2 separate regions of the Macaca mulatta genome follow, and region 2 is linked to region 1. Evidence: chromatin contacts called from public Hi-C data. All regions are on one chromosome and are shown on one strand. Each heading gives the region's core, a stretch centred on a gene start, on an enhancer-like site or on the middle of the called end of the contact. The rest is flanking DNA. Distances are from core to core; before and after follow the strand shown. Region 1 holds the start of LYRM4 (LYR motif containing 4). Region 2 overlaps LYRM4 (LYR motif containing 4).

Region 1 (3,234 bases), core at 359-2,858:
TTTGGGAGGTTGAGGCAGGCGAATCACAAGGTCAGGAGTTCGAGACCAGCCTGACCAATATGGTGAAACCCCGTATCTACTAAAAATACAAAAATTAGCTCAGCAAGGTAGCGCGCGCCTGTAATCCCAGCTATTCGGGAGGCTGAGGCAGGAGAATAGCTTGAACCCGGGACGCGGAGGTTGCAGTGAGTCCGAGATCCTGCCACTGCACTCCAGCCTGGGCGACGGAGAGTGACTCCATCTCAAAAAAATAAATAAATAAATAAAAGGGAAAAAAAAGTTCCTGAAAATATAAAGTTGCTTAGATATACAGCAAGTTTATCGTTTTAAAACCAAATACACTAAAGCAGATGAGAACACAACCGTGACCAAGCGGTTGGGAGAAAGATGGATTTTAATGCAAAGTTGTTTTGTTTTTATGCATAAGGTACTCCTCGCTGTGCTCGAGTGCGGAAAGGTGGGGTTCTTCCTAAGGTTGATTACATAAAGCAAGATTCCAAAAACAAGAAAAGTGCTTTGCAAACACAGTAACTAGAACTGGCTGAAGCTTCCAGCGTCCAGTCCCATGCTCAAAGATCAGAAAAAGCAACTTTATCCACCACTTTAATAAAATGATTCAAAAAAGTTGAAGTCTTCTGAAGAAAGCCATGGTTGAAAACTTGCTCCGCTTCTTGGAGAACGCCTAAAGCCCTAACGGGCTCAAATTATTCTCCAAAGTCTAGAGCCCAAGCTGCATTTTACGCATTTATTAGACTACAAAACCACGGGGACTCTTCACTCAAAAGCAAAAACACATCCGGAAAGAGGAAAAAATCCATGGCCAATGTAACCCCCTAACCACACGAACCGCCCACGTCCTACCCCAGGCTGCAACGAGGTCGGCACTCACCCACCGCTCGCCCGGGAAACCCAGACCCAGGTATTTCAAAATCAGAAGCACGGCAGGCTCGTTGGCTCTCACGGGCAAGAATCTTAAACCCCAACTTCAGAGATACCCGTGCACGCTGGGCGCTGCCATTTTGACGGAAAGCGGGCCTTGCCCCGGAGGCCCCTACGCAGGTCGCCCTGAGCAGAGCCGGAGTGCCACGGAACCCCTGTCTCATCACCTCCACACCCAGACGTCGCATCCCCCGGCCCAAGGAATGCCAATAAATCCCACCCTGCCGACCATGATCGGGCGAAGTTAAGTCACCCTTGAAATCCCGCAAGGTCTCTCAGGCAGCGGCGAGGGCGGCCGCCGCCAGCGTGGGCGGGGCTGTCAGGGGCGGGGCGTCGACGCGGCGGCCTTCGGTAACCCGGGCAACGCGGCCTTCTAAAGGCACAAAGGGGCGCTGCGCCCCGAAACACAAATGTCTCCGCCAAAACCCCAGACGGTTCGCAAAGGCTCTCCGTGATGCGACTGCACGTCCCTCGAATGCCCGGACCCCCAATATCCGTCCCCCAGGAGCTTGGCTGGATGCACGGGCGGCCGGGCCTCTTATTTTCTCGCCCTCCGGCCGCGTGGAGATGCTGCTGGATCCCGAGCCTCCCGGCGGGGGCGGAAGCGGGAGCGGGGCGGGGCGGAGGCATCTCCCTCCTTGCACCGCCCCTTTAGCTGCCCCGAGCCCTGCCTTCGCCCGCCCCCGAAGCGGCGCGGGACGCCCGGCGCGGTCTGCGGTCCGCAGGGCTGCCGGCTTAGGCTTAGGACCGGCCCGCTGGCAAGGTCGAGCCGCTGCATTTTATTTCGTGCGTGGTTTCTGCACAGGCTGGAGTTCCGAGGTTGGGTCGTACTTGGGACCTCGGCGAAGAGGACCCGTTAATTTTTTTTCTTTCCAAAATGGCAGCCTCCAGTCGCGCACAAGTGTTAGATCTGTACCGGGCGATGCTGAGAGAGAGCAAGCGTTTCAGCTCCTACAATTACAGGTGACCCAGCGGGCACCGGGGACCGGGGGCCAGGGGCCGGGGACCGGGGATGTGGGTTGCCGTGGAATGTCCCCGGGAACTGGGAGCCACTGTCCTGCGCCGGCGTCCGCGAGGCAAGGACCGGGCTCCGCCATCGAAAAGCGTGCTCCTACCTACAGGTGTGGCCTCTGAGACCTCGGGGAGGAGCCCTTGTTTCTATCAGGGAAGACGTTCGTGTCCTGTGACGCTTTCCCCCTAACGACTATCTTGGTAGTTGTTCTAGGAGCATAATTAGTGTTATGTTTCTGCAGAAGAGAAAAAAAGGATGGAAATCAGCCATTGGTGAAGTTAAGGCCAATGTGTTGCATATGTAAAACTTCCCTTGAGCTGGAAGAGTTGAGAGTGGAAGTGGCCAGTGAGTTGCACACAGCGACAAAACTGAAGGCACACTCTAGCACCTCCCTAAAATTTCCTGGGTGTCGTAATGAGTTCTTTTGGTTGCAAGAATCAAATCCATTCTATTTAGGGTACGGTGGAAACGTGTAGCGGTAAAGGAAAAAGCGTCTCAAGCTTTAGAGCTGAAACAGTTTATCCTGGCTCACCAGACAGAGATCCCGCTTCCTGGACCTTGACAGCAGAATACTGAGGGCCTAAACTCTTACATCGTTAATATAACACATTCACTTTTTCCCACGCCTCCCCACTTCCCTATTTGCCTATGAGTCTTTTATTGTTACTCTTTGTATGTTTTTTGTAATTCAGAACCTCTGCTTTCACAGTGTTGCTGGTTGTGACCCATCATTTTCTTATGGATTCTCTCTGCATTTTTTTTAGGTTTGTTTTTTGTTTTGTTTTGTTTTTACTAACTACCTGCTCCTCTCTGAGTTTGAGCCATATTCCCATAAGAATCGGATTGGATCAACTCATCTCTTTACCCCAAGGCCCCCTTAGGTGACTGGCCAGACTGTGGATTGGATGTCATAAGAGCAGAGCCTACCCTTGGAACACACCTGGTTAGGTAGGCCGCGCTCCACCAGGTGTGTGAGCTGGCAGGCCCTGAGATGGGTCTGCCCAGTACAACCTCGGTCAGAGGACAGGAACACTAAGCCTCTTAAGCAATGATTCTCAAATTTTTAGAAACCTGCCTAGAAAATGTACTCACCCTGCAAATTTGAAAACAGCATCAGTGTCATGCCACTGAGGTTGTATCCACCCAGTTAAGTGGTAAAATTTCATGGGAGAGAATGATTTTACTTAATGACTTTGACTCTGGAGGATAAAGAGTGTAATAATAGGCATACTGGTGGAACTTTAGCAAGAATTAACCAAACATCTAGCATCAAGTACTTAACC
Region 2 (3,234 bases), core at 524-3,023, 110 kb after region 1:
CTGAATGTGATGCAAGGTAGGTTATAAAAGATAGATATGAATTGTGAGGAAAGGTCTTGAACAGAATGTCAAGATGGGAAGACCCAAGACCTAAGGTGTGCTCGCGCAGTGGGAGGCTAGAGGACAGGTTTTCTTTGGAGAGAGCTTGAGATGGGCTTGGATAGTAGCCGTGTAGGCGGTAAAGGACCGCTAAAAATACTTGTGTTCAAACGCTACTCTTACCAGGGTCACCAGTGGCCTCTTTGTTGTAAATACAATGAATAAATTATAAGAAAATAAGTTTTTTCCATCCCTTCTCCTGCATGATCACTCTCAACTTCTGACAGTGCATTGACCAGTTTCTCTGGAAAATCCTGCTGCGCTGGTTTCTGAAACACCCTCTCTCCTGGCTTCCCTCTCACTATGACTCAGTCCCCTCCATGGACCCTTCTAGGCTTGTCCCCTTGTCCCAGCATTGCCTAGTCTGGCCCTGTCCTCTACTCACCTTCATCTTATCCTGAGTGGGGATGACACCCACGTACCTGTCTGGGGCCCACCCGCCTGCTAGGACCCCATGGGTACCATCCTACCTGCCTACTCTACAGTTCTCTGGAAGAGTACTATCACTGCTGCCAGTCTGGCCCCCTCCATCCCAGCTTTCTCCCGACACAGATGTGGTCATGCCTTTCCCTGAAACCCATGACGTTAGCATGGAGTGGCATTAGAATTTCCCTGATCCCATCTCCCCCATGCGGCCCAGCCGAGGTCCAGCTTCAGAGCCTGCCTGCACGATGAGGGGGCCAAGGTTGCCATCTCACCCACATTTCAGTAAAATGATGAACCTTTAAAATACTCCCTCTCAAACTGCTAGGCATGTTGCCCCTAGAAATCTTTGTTTCTTCCAGATTTGACCCTCTTCCAGCCTGGCAAAGACAGTGGCTGCCACTCTAGATTTCTGCTTGACAGACATGACCTCAAGACCTGCAGACTTGACCAGGCATGGTGGCTCACACCTCTAATCCCAACACTTTGGGAGGCCAAGGTGGAAGGATTACTTGAGGCCAGGAGTTTGAGACCAGCCTGGGCAACATAGTGGGACCCTCCACAAAAAAGTAAAAAATTAGTCGGGCGTAGTGGTGCATGCCTGTAGTCCCAGCTACTTAGGAGGCTGAAGTGGGAGGATCGCTTGAGCCCAAGAGTTTGAGGCTGCAGAAAGCTATTACTGAACCACTGCACTCCAGCCTGTGTGACAAAGCAACACCCTATCTTAAAAAAAAAAAAAAAGAAAAAAAGCTGCAGACCAGAGAAATAAACCTGCCATAGCCAATTTATCTCACTCTCTGTGTGGCAAGGGCTTTAGAAAAGAATATTATCATTAATGCTGGCTTGTGACAATGCATTCAGTGTAAATTTTTATTGCCAAGAATACTTGCCCAAGGTTTTTCTGTTCCTGTTTATTTATGCTTCTTGAAATACTTTGAAACACTGCTTAGTTACTCTTCTATCAGTATAGATACATATGTACATACATGAAGACACATGTATATGCATGCATACTGTGAACATACATGTGTGCATTCACATGCATGCATAAATGTACACACACACACAGACATACACATTATAAATTTGGGTTGGGGGGGCTGTTTTTCTTCCTTTTTTTCTTTTGTTCTTTTTTTCCTTCTCTCTGATCCTGTCCTCATAGCAAAGAGTGTGTGGTTTGTGGTGCTGCCTTGGCGTTTCGGGCCGGCCCTCCTGTCAAATCCTGCATCCTCTTTTCATCAGACCTCCTGGATGGCAGCAGAGCCTGCCAACAGTGCAGAGCAGCTGCTGGCCGGCCGGGGTGTTCTCACTGCAGTCTGCGCCTACAGGCTTTATGAAAATCTAATTCGTGTTACCCTACTCTGGCTCAGGCACTGTTAAAATTGAGAGATATATTCAATTTTAAACAAGAACAAACTAAATCTGTCTTCTAAAGAAAAGTACGAACAGCCTCTTGTGGCATTTCTTTAAATGGACTAATATGTTGATCTCGGAGAAACTGGGAGCCATCCTTCGTGTTTTCATTATTAAGCCAGGTAAAATGAAAACCAAATCTCACTCCCAAATGCCACCTCTGGGAATTCTCTGTTGTTTCTATTTTAAAGTAACCTACATGATTCCTTCTGTAGTTAAGGCATACTGTTGAAAATATAAGATTTCAGTCTTCTTTTTTTTTTAGTTTTAGATACTGTTTAGGTACTTCCTGTTCGCAGGGCTCATGCAAAGAACATTTCATCATGTTTACTGGTTGTGACTATCTGATTGTATGAGAAGTAATTGCTGTGGATCTTCCTTGACAAATAAACTACAATCCGAACCTGGCAATAAACTACCAATTATCAGAGTACTGCATCATAGTCCGTCGCAGATACCTAAGTCCTTATTTATTTACATGTTTTTAAGTGAAATTATGTGTCATAAAATGTAGGCATTAAATGGTAACTTTTGCCACACTAGGCTATTCCTGATGATCTAGGGAAAATACTTTTTCACATCGAGTGCTTTCACTCAGTAACTCTTTATAAAGGAGCAAATATTCTTAAGAGAACAGAATGCCTTCCTCTGTCTTTTGCTAGGGTCACTAACTCACTGACCTTGTAGCTCAGTACTGTTTATCTGGCTTGAAGGGGGAAATTCTGGAAAGTGGGCTTAGCATTGCTTTACTCTTATTTACCGGGAAAAACTCAAAAGGCCAGAGAGGTTTGTGTTTATTTTTCTCTTAAAAAGATGGAATTGGGCTAAAGCGAGAGCTTCAGGGGAGACTTGTGACATTCCCATCATGTCTATTGTGATTTGAAATCCTTGCAGGTTCATGAGCAGCTGCAGAGCTGCCCCTGGGATGTCAGGACTGCCTTGCAGTACAGATTCCCACCCGTACTCTCCTATCCATCTTCCCCGCCACCACCCCTTCCTGAAGAAGAGCTGGGTGTTTCTGTTTCTTGTTTTAGCACAAAACAGATAAGAGATCTGGATTTCGGTTGCATAAAACAAATCTGAGACAGGGCATTATTCTAATGACACCTAGAACATGAGGCGGCTCAGCAAGGAGCCTCCACAGGTCACCCACCCAGACTGGAAGTCCTTCAAGATGCATGGGCAGCTCCAGCCATTCCACACGTGCACCATTGCTTTCCTTTTTATCTCTTTGCCCTTCTATCCTGGCTTCTGCCCCCCGCATATTCTTTCTGCTACTAGTGGATTGGCTGCCACTGT

Evidence for each region. A called contact is a pair of places that touch in the nucleus more often than the background predicts.
Region 2: a Hi-C map of fetal cortex germinal zone shows a contact between it and region 1, with 2.5 times the contacts expected there. The contact joins the enhancer-like site here to the promoter of LYRM4 in region 1. A contact is called at or near these places in 4 of 14 Hi-C or Micro-C datasets (cortical neurons, fetal cortex germinal zone, fetal cortical plate and 1 more).

What each region holds. Positions count from the first base shown.
Region 1 is chr4:177,929,926-177,933,159 of T2T-MMU8v2.0, forward strand. It overlaps LYRM4 (LYR motif containing 4), which reads left to right and starts at 1,609. Exons shown (of 3, transcript XM_015135509.3): 1 at 1,609-1,902. The coding sequence starts at 1,817. FARS2 (phenylalanyl-tRNA synthetase 2, mitochondrial) reads right to left here and starts at 1,560. Exons shown (of 7, transcript XM_015135505.3): 1 at 1,193-1,560.
Region 2 is chr4:178,039,403-178,042,636 of T2T-MMU8v2.0, forward strand. All of the region lies in intron 2 of LYRM4 (LYR motif containing 4), which reads left to right. Among named protein-coding and RNA genes, the nearest start is that of PPP1R3G, 70 kb to the right of the region's middle. Within about 2 kb of position 1,774, at least 6 of the 40 cell types and tissues checked have an H3K27ac peak or open chromatin away from gene starts, as enhancers often do. A contact at or near this core is called in fetal cortex germinal zone, where this site is marked.